2 separate regions of the Mus musculus genome follow, and region 1 is linked to region 2. Evidence: chromatin contacts called from public HiChIP or PLAC-seq data. All regions are on one chromosome and are shown on one strand. The core of a region is the stretch at or near the end of the contact, and the rest is flanking DNA. Distances in the headings are between cores, read along the strand shown.

The links. HiChIP or PLAC-seq counts read pairs in DNA pulled down with a chosen protein or histone mark.
Region 1: a contact with region 2 is called in an H3K4me3 HiChIP or PLAC-seq map of embryonic forebrain, with 4 times the contacts expected there. The contact joins the promoter of Pam here to the enhancer-like site in region 2. A contact is called at or near these places in 1 of 39 promoter capture datasets (hippocampal neurons), 1 of 484 Hi-C or Micro-C datasets (stem cell-derived neural progenitor cells), 9 of 115 datasets of contacts at active chromatin or transcription factors (astrocytes, bone marrow-derived macrophages, embryonic forebrain and 6 more) and 3 of 9 other capture datasets (adipose tissue, embryonic stem cells and liver).

The regions. Positions count from the first base shown.
Region 1 is chr1:98,093,287-98,097,146 of GRCm38.p6, forward strand. Pam (peptidylglycine alpha-amidating monooxygenase) reads right to left here and starts at 2,360. Exons shown (of 26, transcript NM_001357127.1): 1 at 2,199-2,360.
Region 2 is chr1:97,832,559-97,836,277 of GRCm38.p6, forward strand. It overlaps Pam (peptidylglycine alpha-amidating monooxygenase), which reads right to left. Exons shown (of 26, transcript NM_001357127.1): 22 at 1,850-1,958. Among named protein-coding and RNA genes, the nearest start is that of Gin1, 64 kb to the left of the region's middle. Within about 2 kb of position 2,108, at least 45 of the 459 cell types and tissues checked have an H3K27ac peak or open chromatin away from gene starts, as enhancers often do. A contact at or near this core is called in adipose tissue, embryonic forebrain and fibro-adipogenic progenitors, where this site is marked.

The sequences.
Region 1 (3,860 bases), core at 1,110-3,609, 260 kb after region 2:
AATATTAAAGTGTTACTCTATTGAAAACTGTATATTTGCAAGTGGGTAAGATGGCTCAGTGGGTAAAGGTACTTGTCACCAAGTGTGAAACCTGAGTGTGAGACCTTAAGCTGACATGGAGGAAGTAGTGAGCTAGCTACCACAATATGTTCTCTGATTTCCTATGTGTGCCTGTGCCTCCCCCTATAAATAAATTAATATAATAAAGTTATTTTAAGTTATGTTCATAAAAACAAAATTTTCCACTCTCTAGTTATTTTTCTAGGCATTATAATTTCCTTCCCAAGAGGAGGAGAAAAACATCAACGTGGTTACCCAGTTAATTGAAGTTTTGGATAAAATTATGGTAGCTTTTCAGTATTTGATTACCACATAATACAGTGTTTAAGTGAGGGTTCTCAACCTGTGGGTCGAGACCCCTTGAGGGTAAGCTCATTGGGAAAATATTGATATTCACATTATAATTCAAAACATTAGCAAAATCACAGTTATGAACTTATAAAGAAAAAATAATTCTATGGTTGGGGTCACCACAATGTGAGAAACTATATTAAAGGGTCCCGGCATTAGGACCACTGTCTTACTGGCTGCTTTTGCTCTAAAATAGTTATTTCCAAATGTGCGTCTATTTGATGAAACCTGGGCATTTGAGACATTAGTTTTAGAAAGTACATTCTTAGTGAACCTGGTATTTACTCCATTCTGTGAGGCAGCCTCACAAAATTATGACCTACAAGGGCTTATATACAGCTTTCTTGACACTTTCTACAAGCCACGTATTGCTGTTAGAATATGTTTGATGTCCATATAAAGATATAGGTGTCACTAAATTAGTTTAGAAAGCCCTTAAGGGCAAGAAATATATTCCATGTCTTGCTCTATAAAGCACCCAGCAGACTTGCATTGCATAATACAGGGACTCATGAAAATGTCTATTAAATTTAGGCTATAAGAATGACAGGCCTTAGCCATTTAATACAGAGTATAAAGCTGATTTTCTTGGCGGTTTTCCTTATAAGGTAGTTAGAAGACATTAAACGATGTCTCTTGTGTCTGTGATTATCAACTAAGTTTCTGAATTCACTTTACAAAGAAGAAGGTCCCCCCCCCCCCAAATTAATTTTACTTGTAGGATGGAAACAAGACTGTAGAGACAACAAAACATCTGAAGCAAAAGTTCTTGTCTCTAAGACTGGGGCCAGTAGGATCTTCATGGTAGTTGAATTTCTATAACCATGGGAACAGAGATCCATAGCTTAGACATAGGGTTTGCTGGATAAAGGACAGTTTCAGCTCTGTTAACCAGTTCCAGAAAATGCGGTGCTGTCCCTCTCAGACTTAAAGAGCTCCAGGCCAAATTCATCTTTAAGTCACCAAATCTCAGCTTTAGGACCAAACTCAGGTCAGGGACCCACTAGCACAGAGCTTCAGCCTAAGACTTTGGCTCAAAACCACCACACAGCCCTCTAAAATCGTCCCAGCAAGCTCTAAGCAGCCAACAGAACAACGCGTATTTGTCCAGGTCAACAAAGATTCTGATGGAAGAGAGTACCAAGGCCACACAGATGAGGTGACCCAACCAGATTTAGTGAATATAGGAAGTAGTGGGTACTGTCCATCCTGCCTGACAGAGCAATCACCCTTCCCTGGAGGATTACACACACTCTAAAGCTGGCAGAAAACCGCGGGGAGACAGCAGAGCTGGGCTGGCGATGAGGATGGGGAATTTCCATGCTTCCAGGCACTTGCCAGCACTTCAAGCGCCTCAGTCGGTATTCCACGTCCGTAGCTGTCAATCTGCGCGGCCCCTACTAACGCTCAAACTAGTCCTAAGGATCCACTCGGGGTCCCGCGGGGCTTCGCAACCGCCACTTAGAGTTGTCCAAAAGGGGGGCACAAAAAACCCAAGGCGAATGAACAAACGCGCCCAGAAAGGCGAGGGCGCAGTTAAAGTGCCACAGTGGGCACAGCACCGGTGAAGAACGCGGTGGTGCTGACAACCCCAGCACTTGGGAATGCCAGGAAGGCTCGGACGCCGGATGCCAGGACCCCGGCCGCGCCGGAGGAAACCCACCGGGTCCCTGCGCCAGGAAGCCAAGGGACCAGCAGCCCGCTCCCCGCCCCGCCTCTGCCCAACTTCCGCGCCCCGCCCCGCGCCCGACCCTCTCCCCGCCGCGCCCGGCGCCGGCCACACTAACCTGCGCGGCCGCAGGCTCTTCCCGGGACGGAAGCGGGAGCCCGCGGGCGGCGGGCGGAGTTAGTTGGAGGCTCCGGGTCCCAGGGCGGGGACAGGCTGAGCACGCGGCCGCGGCCGCTGCTGGCCTCCTTCCTTCCCGGGCCGCGCGCTGGGCTCCGGGACCGCCCGCTCCCTCCCCCGGGGCGGCTCCCGCCTCGGCTCCGCCTCCAGCCCTCAGAGCCCGGCTTTGGCTTCCCCGCTCCCGGGGAGCGCGCGGCGGGTGCTTGGAGTCCCGGGCGGGTCGGAGGGTGGCCACTGTCCCAAGGTCTCTGGGGAGCGTGGAGAAGGCCAGGGCCCGATAGTCTCTGGGACGCGGCGGAGTCCCGGGTCCTTTCTGGCCAGCCCCGCGCGGTGACCGCGCCAGCTGCGTGGAAAGAGGTAGAGGACGAGATCTGAGTTGGATAGGGGGCTGCTTCCCGAGGGGGTGAGGGACCTCCTTCCTCCTCAGCGCCCTTTGGGCTGGGGCTCTGCCAGGTGGTCTGCACCCGGAGAGAAGATGCTGGTTTCGAACCCTTAGCTGAGGTGTAATTCCATTCGAAGTCACCTCCTGCAGCCAGGTCCCTGAATTCGAACCACACACAGGTTGCATGCGGTTTCCTGGCCAGAACCCCAAGACCAGAGGTTTGCCTTTCCTGACTTCCCACCTCCACCTGCTGTCCCTTTCTGCTTCTGAGGAGCACTCAGCTTTGGCACACAAGACAACCAGACCAGTCCCATCCCGGCATCGCCCTAAAGCAAGAGAAATAGGACAGGATGAGTAAAAGCCAGAAGTGTTGTGTGGTAGAGGTTTGGTCACTGCGCGTTACTATCTGCACACCCCCCCCCCCACGCACACACACACACAATTGAAGAGCTTTTAATAGAAACAGGTATTTAAATCTCCCCTTGTGTAGTGACTTTTGGAGTATTCATGGTGCCCTTGCTGTGCAAAGTCCTCTGCTTCTTTCTCCAGAGTTCCACCATATCTTTTATTTAATCTTATTGTCGCAGCAGATCCCTGTGCTACTGTGGCTCTGCAACCAAGTGCTGGTCTTTTCAAGGAGCTCCTCTCTGCCTCCATCTATGAAGTTCTGTTTGGCAGGATTGGGGGATATTGGAAGAAGGTCACTGAAGATGTGGAAGAAGTCCCTGGAATGAGATGAAGAAAATGCAGTGGAAAGGGGGAGCTAGGGTGAAGGAGGCTATGCTCTCAAGCCACAGGGGAATTCCCAGAAAGAAAATCCATTTCTCCATAGGGAAACTACTTCAGTGACTATCACAGCTTATCAGGCAGCAGTGGTGAGCCAGAGATAAATCAGGTTGACCAGGCCAGTCTGAGCTTTTATTTCTCAACCCAAATTCCAGGGAAAGCCTTTGACCCTAGGTTCTCAGGTAGAGATAAGAAATTCTTTGTAGAAACTAAATGTCATAAAAAGACGTCAGAAACAGATTCAGTTTACTGATGAGGGCGACACACACTAGGGCTGATCTTTGGCATTGCTCCTAAGTCATTTCTTTACCCTGGTCTAAATGAAACAAGCTCTTAAAACCCTTTTTGAAGCAAGGTGTCATTGAGATAGCCACTCTTCTGTGCTCTCTGTATGCACATTCATAGATATATGTGCCTTCTCCAATACAAACAAAT
Region 2 (3,719 bases), core at 858-3,357:
TTCTTTGTAAACAATCAAGGATTGAACCCTCTGAAATCGTGAGCAGAATATGGTTTTTCCTGATGAACAGTTTTGTCACATCTGCCAAGACACCAAATGGTTGAATCTATGTGCACTATGCTAATTGGGTTCTTATCTCAGAATACTAAAAGTCACTCAAAGATTAATTAATTCAAAGCTCAAAAGTTACTGAATACAGCATTGGCCAAATTGAGACGTAAAATGTACATTATATTTGATTGAAGTTCATAGTCTTAATTTTACTTTTCTTCTAACAATTTGTTTCCTTTTCTTGTTAGGACGTGAATTTATGCTGTTATTGACATAATTTATTAATCAAGTTTTCATGTCCTTATTAACTCTTTACCTAATAAAACTATTTGCTGCAGCTTTAGATACCACAAATCTATCATCCCCAAATCCTTTACTAATTACAACTATCTCCTGTTGCTTAGACTCCAAAATACTTAAAAAGCATTTCTGGATATTGGATATTTTTGGCCAAGTAAACGTTCACTGAACTTCAGATAAAGAATGTTTTGATTTATAGCTTGAAACCAGGGACTATGCTAGCATAGTTTTAATGATGTGCACATTGAAATGAAAGAATTCGAACATTCTTGCAAAAATACAGCGCCAGCATCCAGCTCAGGCCACAATATCTGCAGCAATTTCCTCTGCCAGATACTATCGGGTACCCTGCTGAGACACAATGATCCCCTGGCTATCAGACATCCTGGGGCCCTTTCTCATTTGTGAAGTAAGTTAACATTAAAATGGATCTTGGCCATCTAACTTGCTCCCAACCCTTTTCTCTATCTCTTGCCTGGGATTCAGAGAGCGCGGCTGAGGGACTTCTGTTGTGAAACCTCACCCTTCTCTAGGGAGCCATAAGAACAGATCCCACTTCTGCCTCAAGAGCTCTGCTTCTTCTTCTGAGACCACACCATTCTGTCTATCTCTGGTGCTTCATCCTGAACTCTCATAGCATCTCTGTCACACAATTCCTCTCCTCTGTCTATCTGTGACGTTAATAACTTTTCTAACAGATGCCTTACTTCTCAATAATCCAGCTCAATGTCCCCTTGAAACAGCTCTATAGACCTAACAGGAAGTAAGCTATTCCAGTGTTCCCTTGACTCTCCTTCCCCACCCCCAACTCTAAAACCTAACAATTTTACACTAACTGGCTAGGTTCTGATGGAGCAAATGTGTTCTTTATGTTCTGAGTTAAATAAAAATACAGCAACTCAGTATCTGGAGGAAAGCTGAGCCCTAAGTGTCAGGGAAGGATGCTGTTGTCCCTTGAAGCTCAGTGCTACAGAGAGCCACATGGGGTGATAGCTCGTGGCAACAAGCCAACCTCTGCTTTGTCAAAGCTGTCTCTTCCTTCTGTAACCAAGCTGGAATTAACACTGGCTTTTAATGTAACAGACATTACTTCACACATCAAAAATTTCCTGTGGAGTGTCTCTGGAAACAAGGCAATGACTGCCAGGAAAATGAAAAAAGAAAAAACCAAACCAAAACAAAAAAAAAAAAAACAAACCAAAAAACAAAACCCCTCTCTCTCCACATTTCAAACCTTATTGAATCCCTGAATTGGATACCAAATAAGGACCCCATCCCTTCCTCCTCCTCCTCCTCTCATCGCTCTTCATTTCTCGTCCTTTGTAGTACAAGGAATAGAAAGCTGAAGATGCCAGACACGTGCTGAACCCCAAACCCAAACCCCTTATATCCCTGTTTCCTATTCAAAAGCAAATGTTTTTGTTTCCCATTTTAAACAATAAAACAGATGGAAATTACAGTCAGAAGTACTATAAAAATGAACAAATGAAAAACAAACCCAGCCTGCTTTCAGTGAGGGTGAACTTCCACACGGTGTTTGTGTGTGCGTCGCCAATGTACACAGTCCCATCTTCAGAAGCCACAATATCATGAGGCATGTCAAAGTGCTGCCAAATGCAAAGGCATTTGTTATTGGGATGAGGCTGTACTTACATCTATTACAGAATGACAGAAAAATTAGACATAGCATGTGACTCAAACGAAAGTGACCTTAATTCCCACCAAAGCAACTCCAGCCAACGGCAGCTGTTCATTGCATCCTGACTCTGTGGGGCACAGTTCTAGACACTGAGCAAAGCAATGGGGACCTATAACCACTGACTTGAGATTCTTTTAAAAACTGGAAATTCATAAGTTGTTTTTTTTTTCAGGGCAGTTGGATTTGGTACTTTGTGACTTATTTGTGTTTACTTTTTCTTTCATATTTCTCCTGTTTTAAAAAACTGACTATTGAATGTCTCCTCAGACATATTCATACAGGGATCCTACACATTCAGGCTCCTCTTGCCCCAAAGCTCTGCTCATGTTCCTCCCACCCCCTTTAACCCTCTCTCCTACCCTAAAGTCCCCTTTCCATATTTACCATATTTATCTGCTTTAGTTTTGAGACCCAATCAGTTTACCCAGGGCTACCCATGTAGAGTTTGAACTCTCCACTGGAGCGTGGCTGACTCACGAGTGCTTATGTAATTGACAGTAGTAATGCCTGGTTTCCCACAATTCATCAGTAGCCACTAGGTCAGCAGTTAGGAACCAACAGTGGAGATGAAGGAGATGAAGCTTCTCCATCTATGGTTAGCTGTAAACAGGTCCATTCTGCTCTGCTTTTTTTTTCTTCCCCAAGACAGGGTTTTTCTGTGTAGTCCTGGCTGTCCTGGAACTCACTCTGTAGACCAGGCTGGCCTCGAACTCGGAAACCCGCCTGTCTCTGCCTCCCAAGTGCTGGGATTAAAGGCATGTGCCACCACTGCCTGGCTCTATTCTGCTTTTTAAGAGTAAGTTTTTATTATATTAGAATTGCTGTTATATGTCTATGTCTGGGTGTAGGTATATGCATGTGAGCACAGTGTCCAAGGAGGCCAAGAAAGGGCACTGTGTCCTTGGAGGGGGGGGTTACAGTGGTTGTGAGCCATCAATGTGGATGCTGAGAAATGAACATAGGACCTCTGCAGAAGCAGACACTGCTCTTAAGTACTGAGGTCGGGCTGGTTCTCCAGTAGCGTCTATGTAGACAAGTACAGTTGCATTGGGCTCATGACTGGAATAGCCATTTCATGCCCAGCAGATGCATTCCCTAGCCCTTCTCCCTATCCTCTAGCTCTTTCTACTTCCTCTTCAGCAGTATTCCCTAAGCCTTATAGGTGGGGCCATAAATATTATTGCTGATCATCTAACCCTCATTTTTCTGGGCACCTTGAGCAGTCCCATGCCTCTTCCTTCAGTACTGTTCACTGAAAAGAAAGACTATAGAACGGAAGACCCAGACTTAAGTTTACACCATCACTGCCACCTCATTTTTTAAACAAAGATGCCCAAAATACACACATGAGAAAAGAGTATTTTCAGCAAGTGGTGTTGTTACCTGTGTGTTCACATAGAAGAACGAAACCATCTTTATCAGTCTTATTGCCTTAGTACCCTTATGCTAACATTAAGTGGGAACAAGCATTCAGATGTAAACATTTCTAAAGACTGCTGTAGTAGAAAAGAAAGAGTCACATGATGTGAGGGAAGAAGCAACAGAATATGACCACAGAAAAGGCAGTGTAAAACTTTACCTTTGACCTTCGACTTGAATCATAACAACATCATTTCTTTTACCCAGATTTTGAATCTTTATAATGAGGAACTTAGTAAGTAGAAATTCT